Linked DNA regions of Zea mays: region 1 is linked to region 2. Evidence: chromatin contacts called from public Hi-C data. All regions are on one chromosome and are shown on one strand. Each heading gives the region's core, a stretch centred on a gene start, on an enhancer-like site or on the middle of the called end of the contact. The rest is flanking DNA. Distances are from core to core; before and after follow the strand shown.

Region 1 (4,034 bases), core at 303-2,802, 110 kb after region 2:
TTCTAGTTTACTTGATGAACCAAGTAAATTCCTACGGGTAGATCTGCTTACCTTGTTTGAAGGGGCAACGGATAGGATCCTCGCCAAAATGCTTGATCATCGCGTCAGCCTTTTTACCCTGGAACCAAGTTTAAATTCAATTATTCAACCAACAAGAAATGAAGGGCACATTGCATGTGAACTATGAGCACGGATAAAGAAAGCATACCACTTCGGAAAACAATGAAGATAACGATTCCAGCATTGTCGGTGAACTCTTTCAGTTTCTACACAACGCAACTAATGCCCGTTTAGAAGCAATTGAGATACCGAGACACTCAATTATCATACAGTTTCATAAGAACACAATGAAACTTCACAATGTCAGTTTCAGCATCTAAGATAGATTAAACTGTGTATACCTTTCTTTTCGAACAAGCACAAAAAAAGAAAAGTTTACCTATCTACATGAACTACTCACATGTATTTTAGCTTGTTTGTTGTTTTTGAACTTGCTGGTTTTGCCCACTTAAAATTAATGAAATCTTATATGAAGGCTCTAAGAAGTCCATGCAGCACAGGGAATTCTTCAAACAACTAGGTCCAAAAGGACACAATTTTTAAGAAAAATACTTCCATTTGCGCAATGGAAGGTTGTGGTTTTCACTTAAACTTACTAGCTAGAAAACATACCAATGTTTCTTTTTTTCTCGAAATCACATGAGTTGTGCTTCATTATATCAATATTTTTTTCTCGAACCTTCTCCATCCCTTTACTAACCCTGAGGCAGACAGTTCACGCCCGAGGCAGTCACAACTCACCCGAGGCAGTCACGACTCGCCCGAGCACATCACCGACTCACCCAAGCGCAGTTCTGACTCGCCTGAGCACGTGTTGGGTGACTGTTCGGTGAGGCCGAGGCTAGCCCAAGTTTGGCCAACTTAGCCAAACTTCTTCACTGCTTTTTGGCTCGACTTGAGAAGTTCCCTAGCCCTTAGATGAATATTGTTAGCACCTAAAACAAATGACCAAGTGCTAGAAACATATATTTGCTTCAATTTTCTTTCGAAACACCCGTGCTCATGCTCATAAGAGGAATGTTAGTTCTTAGTAATGTGTTGAACATTTAATCACCAAAATAACTGAAAATGAGCCAAAAGCACATTTTCCTTTCACTTTCATGTCGCAAGAAAGGTTGCTTGGGAGCTGCTAAGAGTTGTGAAAGGGGTGTGAATTAGTAGCGTAATCTAGATAAAGTCTAATAAGTTTTGTTATACACGTACTTAGCTGATGATGATATCAGCGAGAATAAGTGCTTGTTTGGAAGCACATGAGTTTCTAATGAACCAGTTTTATCTCCGGTTTTTAGAAAAAGGAAAGATGACGACGGAGATAAACCCTATACCCAAAACCGAACAAAGCCAGAATGATGTCTACGCAATCAGCAGCCATCAGCCGCACGGAGATTTGCTATTCTTGCTACTGTTGTACGCGTGGAGAGGAGAGCACACCTATACTATACTGTCGTCCAACTTACCTGCTTGCCGGACGGCACACTGGGCTCACCCCACTCCACAACCTTCTTTTCTAGCGCCTCAGTCTCATTTCCTAGCCTCTTTGAAGCCATATAATAAAGCAACGTTACAACCGACCGACCGCAGTTCCAGATCCAGTCCTTGGCGTACAAGAAATTGAAACTCATAAGGCCTTGTTCGGTTACATGGGATATAATCCCACCATGGATTTAATCCGGATATGGATTGGGTGAATCCATATCTCACACCCAATCCCATGGTGGGATTAAATCCATCAACAAATCCATGTGACTTTCAAAGCTAGTTATTCTTTTGATCCATGGATTCTAATGTAAACTTGTGCAATATCTCATGGATTTGTTCCATACCTAATGGGCTATGGATAGAATCCATGTCTTCCATAGTTTAAAAAATTCCTAAACCTTTGGTTTATATTCCATGATGGGTTTAACCGAACAAAAAAAATTAAGTAGTCATGGATTATTTTGGGGCATGGATTGAGGTATGGATTTAATTCCAATCCATGCTAATCCAGAGCGGGATTGGTGTAAACGAACAAAGCCTAACTAGGAATCGTCCTACCTCGATCAAGGCACAGATCTATATAAACAAACTAAAATGAAGCTGAAAAACCGCTGGCAGCTTTGTTGATGCCAAGACCTTGATCAATCCTCAATTCGTGGCTCATCAATTCGTGCCACGGTGAGAGAGGAGTCTGTCAGTGGCGGCGACGTGGATCAGGACAGGAGGACACCGCGGCAACTGACAGGTAGGACCGTAGGACACGGCACCGCCGCCGCTTCGTCCTTTCTGGCCTCCTCCAGATCCCTGATGAATTGGCTACGCTGGGTGTGACGACGCATTCGCTGCATCGTGATCATAGAAATTAGAAAGTGAGAATATACTCAGTACAAAACTTTACATCTAAACTACGGGCTGAGCTTTACATCTCATATTTACTCCTGATAGGCTGATACTCCTACATTATATCCATACATTTTCTACCCTAATGCCTATTTTTTACAATTTCCCACCAAAACACCAGTCTGTACTATTACTTGACCACCGTTGTTAGAAAGAATGGACAATTAACATGAAAAAACAAAAGAAAGAATGGAGTTAGCGTCAGTGTTAGCACCTCTTTACAGCAGTCAGAAGTTAGCACTGGACCCTGATGGACGATATGGATAAAAAAAGAAGCCGGCATTCTCCAGTGAGAGTCCTGTAATAATAAACTAGTTAGTAATTTGAAGAAAACGATTTCGATGTGTTGGAAGAGATGCCAGCACAAAATACCGCAGCTGGTATCATGTAAAGTTTCTTTGATGCGATCGCGCTGCACCCGACGGATGCCACGGCGTCCGTCCACGAAACTCCCCTTGCCAGAAATGCATCATGCGGTCGTTCATTTGCCTCGCAAGCAGATCAGAAGCACAGCCACAATAGCCGGCCATTCGGGATAATCACCCAGCATCTCTTCCTCGTCTGCTTACAGATCTTGTCCTCTCTATGGCTTGCTTAGCTTGTCGGCTTGGATTTGATGATTTAGAGTGCTGCGGACAGTATTTAAAACCCATAAATATAATGGCTTATGAAGTTCATAAAAAATGCGAAGTATAAGAAAGAAAATACATTTTTGCCAGTTAATTGTGCGTTTTTGGCCTTCTCTGCTTCTGCCTCTTTTTCAGCTTTTTTCTTCTCAAGTTCAGCTTGCTTCAGGTTCTCCTCATGTGCTTTTCGAAATGTTGTTACAAAAGTTAAGAGGGTGGAGATCACTGCAGAAAAATAGTCACCGCAGGGATCAAATATTTACTTGAACCAGCAAAATCCTACAGATAATAATTTACACCGAACATGTTCAAATAAAATAGATCTGCTTACCTTGTTCGAAGGGGCAACGGACAGGATCCTCGCCAAAATACTTGATCAACGCGTCAGCCTTTTTACCCTGGAACCAAGTTTAAAATTCAACCAACAAGAAATGAAGGGCACATTGCATGTGTACTGTGAGAAAAGAGAGAGAGAGAGAGAGAGAGAGAGAGACCATACCACTTCAGAAAACAATGAAGATAACGACTGCACATCAGATCCAGCATTGTCGGTGAACTCTTTCAGTTTCTACACAATGCGAATAATGCCAGTTTAGAAGCGATTGAGATACTGATTACTGAGGCACTCAATTACCCTACAGTTTCATTGGAACACAATGCAACTTTATAATGTCAGTTTCAGCATCTAAGGTAGATTAAACTGTGTATACCTTTCTTTTGGAACAGTCACAAAAAAAGAAAAGGTGATCTATCTGCATGGACTAGTGACATGGATGGGAATGTATTTTAGCTTGTGTGTTGTGTTTTGGACTTGCTGGCGCCCACTCAAAATTAGTGAAAGCTTATCGGAGGCTCTGAGCAGTCCATGCAGCAGAGGGAATTCTTGAAACAACTAGGCCCAAAAGGACACAGTCTTTAAGAAAAAGGTTTTTATTTGCGCCAATGTCAGGTTGTGTTTTTCACTAAAAA
Region 2 (4,300 bases), core at 1,283-3,782:
GCTAACAATCTTGCCACTCGGGGTTGGCCACACCAACCAAACTGCTCCCTCTGCAATGGTCCCTTGGAGACCGGCCCCACCTCTGTTTGCATTGCCCTTTTGCCCGTGCGGTGTGGCATCAGATTCTAGTTTGGGAGGGCTTGAGCCTCCCGGTCCAGGCTGACCATACTCACTTCTCCAGCATAAAAGACTGGTGGGAAGCTACATCCTCCCCGCTCCCAAAGAACCAAAAACGTGACGTGTTCACTCTCAAGAGAGCCATGTTCCTCCAGTATTAGGATTGCTGCAGTGGTTTAGCTGATTTGTGTGGGTCTGCTGGGAGCGTTCCTCACGTTGTGTTTGCTAGTCTGTCTTATCTCGGTCCTTGGACCTATACAGTGTATTTTTTGAACTCTCTCCTAGTAATTATTAGCCAGAGCTCTTGCCATTTCATTCAAAAAAGAAAAAGAAAAATCGCCAAGTCAATATGAAACGCTAAGTAAGGATTTGACACATTGTTAGTCCTTGTTCCATGCACAAATCAGATCAATCGGCTCGAATGACAACTCATAAGTCCTTGTTCAATGCACCAAGCCACAAACTCCTATCGTCGGCACGCTTCACCAATAGCCTTGAAAAGTCACAACGGGTCATTTATACGGAACAAAAAATGACACACGGGGAGATATTTACTGAGAGAGAACTATCTCACTTTACCAGGCAATGATCCCTTCCAAGAGAGGCCATATGTAACTAACCCTTTCCTTGGTCTATAAAAGGAGGGTCGGCCCGACAAAAAAGCGGGACAAAACGAAGAACCATATGTTGACGCGTATGATGCTTCAAATGGCTGGATGGAGCCATGGAAGCCAGGCTCGACGTAGCGGTTGTAGCCGACAGGAGGACGCGCGGACTCCGACTCGGACGACTCTACCACCTCCTTTTGTAGCTGCGGGTCCTCCTTGGCAGAGGGAGCTTCGACTAGGTGATTCTGGATGTCGTCGCGGTAGGCACGGCAAGGGTCGATGTCTGCTCGTAGCTTGTGTGCGTGGATCGTGCCAAAGATTTGCGATGAGACCTGGTCCGGTAGTGAGAGCGGGCTGCGACCGATCCCTGCCACCCGACAGGTTCACCCATGTTCGTGTGCGCGCACGCGAAGGTGAAGTTGTCGACGAACTCGTTGGTGGGCTCGATGTAATCCGGTGCGGATCTGTCGTCGGAGGAAGTGCACGCGTACAGGGGCGGACTCACCACCCAGGCACCGCAGGCGGTGGCCTGGGCTGGCTCGCCGGCTGCAATGGAGGGCAATGCGCGAGCACAGTGCACGGAAGCAAGCAGCACGTGGCACGAGCACAGGCGTGGGGATCACACCGTATTCTCGCCTAGGCTGTCATCAGTTCCTGGGTCCGTCACTGCACGCGTATGCAGACTGTTCGCCCCAGTGGCCAGCCAACGCGCTTGTAAAGCGCGCCTTCATGCGTGCCAGTTCGTCGAGAATACACTGCATCGCCTCCATGGAATCCTAGTTTGCTACCAAATGTTAGCAACCGATCGAGGGAACCGGAGAGAGCGAGAGGGACGAGGACGCAACTCCTCCCCACCGAGGCATTACCGTGCTAAAAAACAAGTCTTCAGCTCCATCGTCTCCAAAGCCTGCCTATGCACGCTGCCGCCTGCCGGTCTATCTAGTCTAGCCCAAGGCCGACCCGAAGAGAGCGTGGCTGCTTGCACCATGCCACCATGGCACCCGCGTGCGTGGAACAAAGCTGTGACTTGTTTTTGAACACGGTAATCTGGACCGTTGAGTCATCACATCGCTTTGCTGAATCTGATGCTCCTTGAGCTCGTTGTGTTGCTTCGAACTTGGACGTGGCTGCACTTGTGTTTGCACTTTGCACAGCATAGTTACGTTATGACTTTCTGAACTGTGTTTGGAAGTTTGGTATTTTTGTAGTTTTAAAACAATACTATGATATTTGATAATACCTTGGTATGGGAAGAAATGTGTTTAGTTGGTACAGGTAAAATACAGTTTTAAATATCATGGTTTATCTAAAAACCATGATATTTTTAGAGTTTTGGAAACTCCACTCAGGATCTCAGTTTTCTATACTTTGGTTTTTTAATACAACCAAACATATCTTGGCTTTAAGTAATATCGTAGTTTTATTGTGGTAAAACAATACAATAATATCTGTGCCATGTACGGTTATAAACTAGGGTATTTTAAAACTATACTCCTGGAAAGAAGTATTTGAAGTGTGTTGCGTAACACATCTCCTGGAAAGTAGGCCCTTGAGAAACGTACAAAGAAAGTGGAAACTGTGGGCCGGAAAAACGAAAAAACCGAACCCAGCCCAATAGGCGACTAGGCTTCCATCGCTCAAGATGATATAGTCCAGCCTGGTTACACAAAGAGGGCCAGCCGATGGCGAGAAACCCACCAGCCGCGCGTGCGGACCCACGTGTCGTTGCCCTCCCGTCCAGACTCCCGAGCATCTAGAACTGGAGCCGAACCAAACAAAACCCCACCTGCAAGTCTCGCTGCAGCCCCACACGCACTGACCCACACCCCCCGCACCGCTCTCTCCCCACCCAGGCACCCAGCCTCCACGCCACAGATCTCTCTCCCTTTCCCCCCTCTCTCTCTCTCCGAACTCTACCCCGCAGTCTCGGCCGCGGCCATGGCGGAGGACGCCCCCAACGCCGTCGCCGAGGGCAGCCAGCCCGCGGCCTCCGAGGGATCCGCCGACGCCGCCCTGCCGGCTGCCGCGGGCGCCAAGGCCGCGGAGGCGCTGCTCCCGTCGCTCAGTATCTGGCCGCCGTCGCAGCGCACGCGCGACGCCGTGGTGCGCCGCCTCGTGCAGACGCTCGCGGCGCCCAGCGTCCTCTCCCAGCGCTACGGTGCCGTCCCGGAGCCCGAGGCCGAGCGCGCCGCCGTGGCCGTCGAGGCCGAGGCCTTCGCCGCCGCCTCCAAGTCCGCCGCCGCCGCCGCCGAGTGCCCGGCCTCCGTCGAGGAGGGGATAGAGGTGCTCCAGGCCTACTCCAAGGAGGTCAGCCGCCGCCTCCTCGAGCTCGCCAAGACCCGGTCCGCCGCTGCTGCGGCGGCGCCCGCGCCCGCCGAGGGGAGCGCGCAGGCGCAGGAGTCCGCGGAGGCCTCGTCGGCGACTGCTCCACCTACCGAGGAGGCTGCCGTAAACGAGGAGTAAGGCGTCGGACCGCGCTTTGATCCACCGACAATTGCTGTTATTTTGGCATTTCGTCGGAATGTTATTTATCGTCCCCCCTGCCTATGTTTACTAGTACATCATTATCTATCTATCTATTAGAGATGAGATGCTTGTGACAAGAGGGACTGATGTTTGTTTCATGGATATGATATTCTCGAATATTTATCGCTAGTTTATTTTTAACTAAACCGTGACAATAAAAAAACGGAGGGAGTAATATTGAATTATTATATATCAACCGTGCATCCTTTCGACGAGCTAATTGTTCTTGTTTTCTTATGGTTGCAAGGTGGTTAACACTAAGATTATTGAACTGTGTTACTTGGGCTTGTGAGAGGATTGTTTTCGTGATCACTGAATAACCACCCATGTATGCTGAACTCTCTCTATCTATACAATCTAACGTGGACCCATCGTGCTACTACGGCTTTAGCCTTCTCAATTCCCATGCCCAAGTGTCCGCAAAAATAGTGCAAAACGAGCACTTAAACCCACGCCCCTCTGCTCTAGAAATTTGGGGCTAACTATATTTATAGTCTAGGTGCTGCTTTCCACGCTCTTCCGCCTTGTGTCAACGCACAGACACATACCTAGTACTATTTATGCATTAATCATGCAACAGTGCAGTTCTAGAGAAATTTCGAAATATGTTAAATCATCTCTAGTAAATTAGACATGCTTGCTGATGGTGTTAGAACCGTATTGTTTGATCTAGGACAACAGACAGCAGCTGGCATTTTTCAATGAAGAATACCAAACTGCAAGGACAATGGTTGATAGTCTAAGCAAAGGATACCACATTCAAATCTCTTTGCAACACCAACCACATCTCTTCAATTATACAGGTGTGACAGCCACCTTTAATTATATGCAGACCTTAACTTCGATTCTCCATAATTCTGATTTTAGAGTGCATACATATATCCGGGTAAATTGAAGCTAAAAGGCAAACTTGGTTGGTCACACCTAACTAGATGAAAACTGCAGGTTGTCGATTTTCCACAGTTGAGATTTCGGATTGCATATTTGCATATGTATAATTGAAGTTTGAACTTAAAAGGCAGCCCTGGTTGGTCACGCGTCACTGTGAA

What was found. A called contact is a pair of places that touch in the nucleus more often than the background predicts.
Region 1: a contact with region 2 is called in a Hi-C map of tassel, with 3 times the contacts expected there. The contact joins the enhancer-like site here to the promoter of LOC100278282 in region 2. A contact is called at or near these places in 4 of 25 Hi-C or Micro-C datasets (ear, leaf and tassel).

The regions. Positions count from the first base shown.
Region 1 is chr2:216,066,074-216,070,107 of Zm-B73-REFERENCE-NAM-5.0, forward strand. LOC103647807 (formin-like protein 5) reads right to left here. Exons shown (of 19, transcript XM_008672315.4): 14 at 3,565-3,633; 15 at 3,397-3,463; 16 at 3,148-3,290; 17 at 2,812-3,068; 18 at 2,654-2,737; 19 at 1,848-2,381. The coding sequence ends at 2,979. Among protein-coding and RNA genes, the nearest start is that of LOC103647807, 13 kb to the right of the region's middle. Within about 2 kb of position 1,553, at least 12 of the 20 cell types and tissues checked have an H3K27ac peak or open chromatin away from gene starts, as enhancers often do. A contact at or near this core is called in ear and tassel, where this site is marked.
Region 2 is chr2:215,955,507-215,959,806 of Zm-B73-REFERENCE-NAM-5.0, forward strand. It overlaps LOC100278282 (WPP domain-containing protein 2), which reads left to right and starts at 2,533. Exons shown (of 1, transcript NM_001151608.2): 1 at 2,533-3,462. The coding sequence starts at 2,664. The coding sequence ends at 3,188.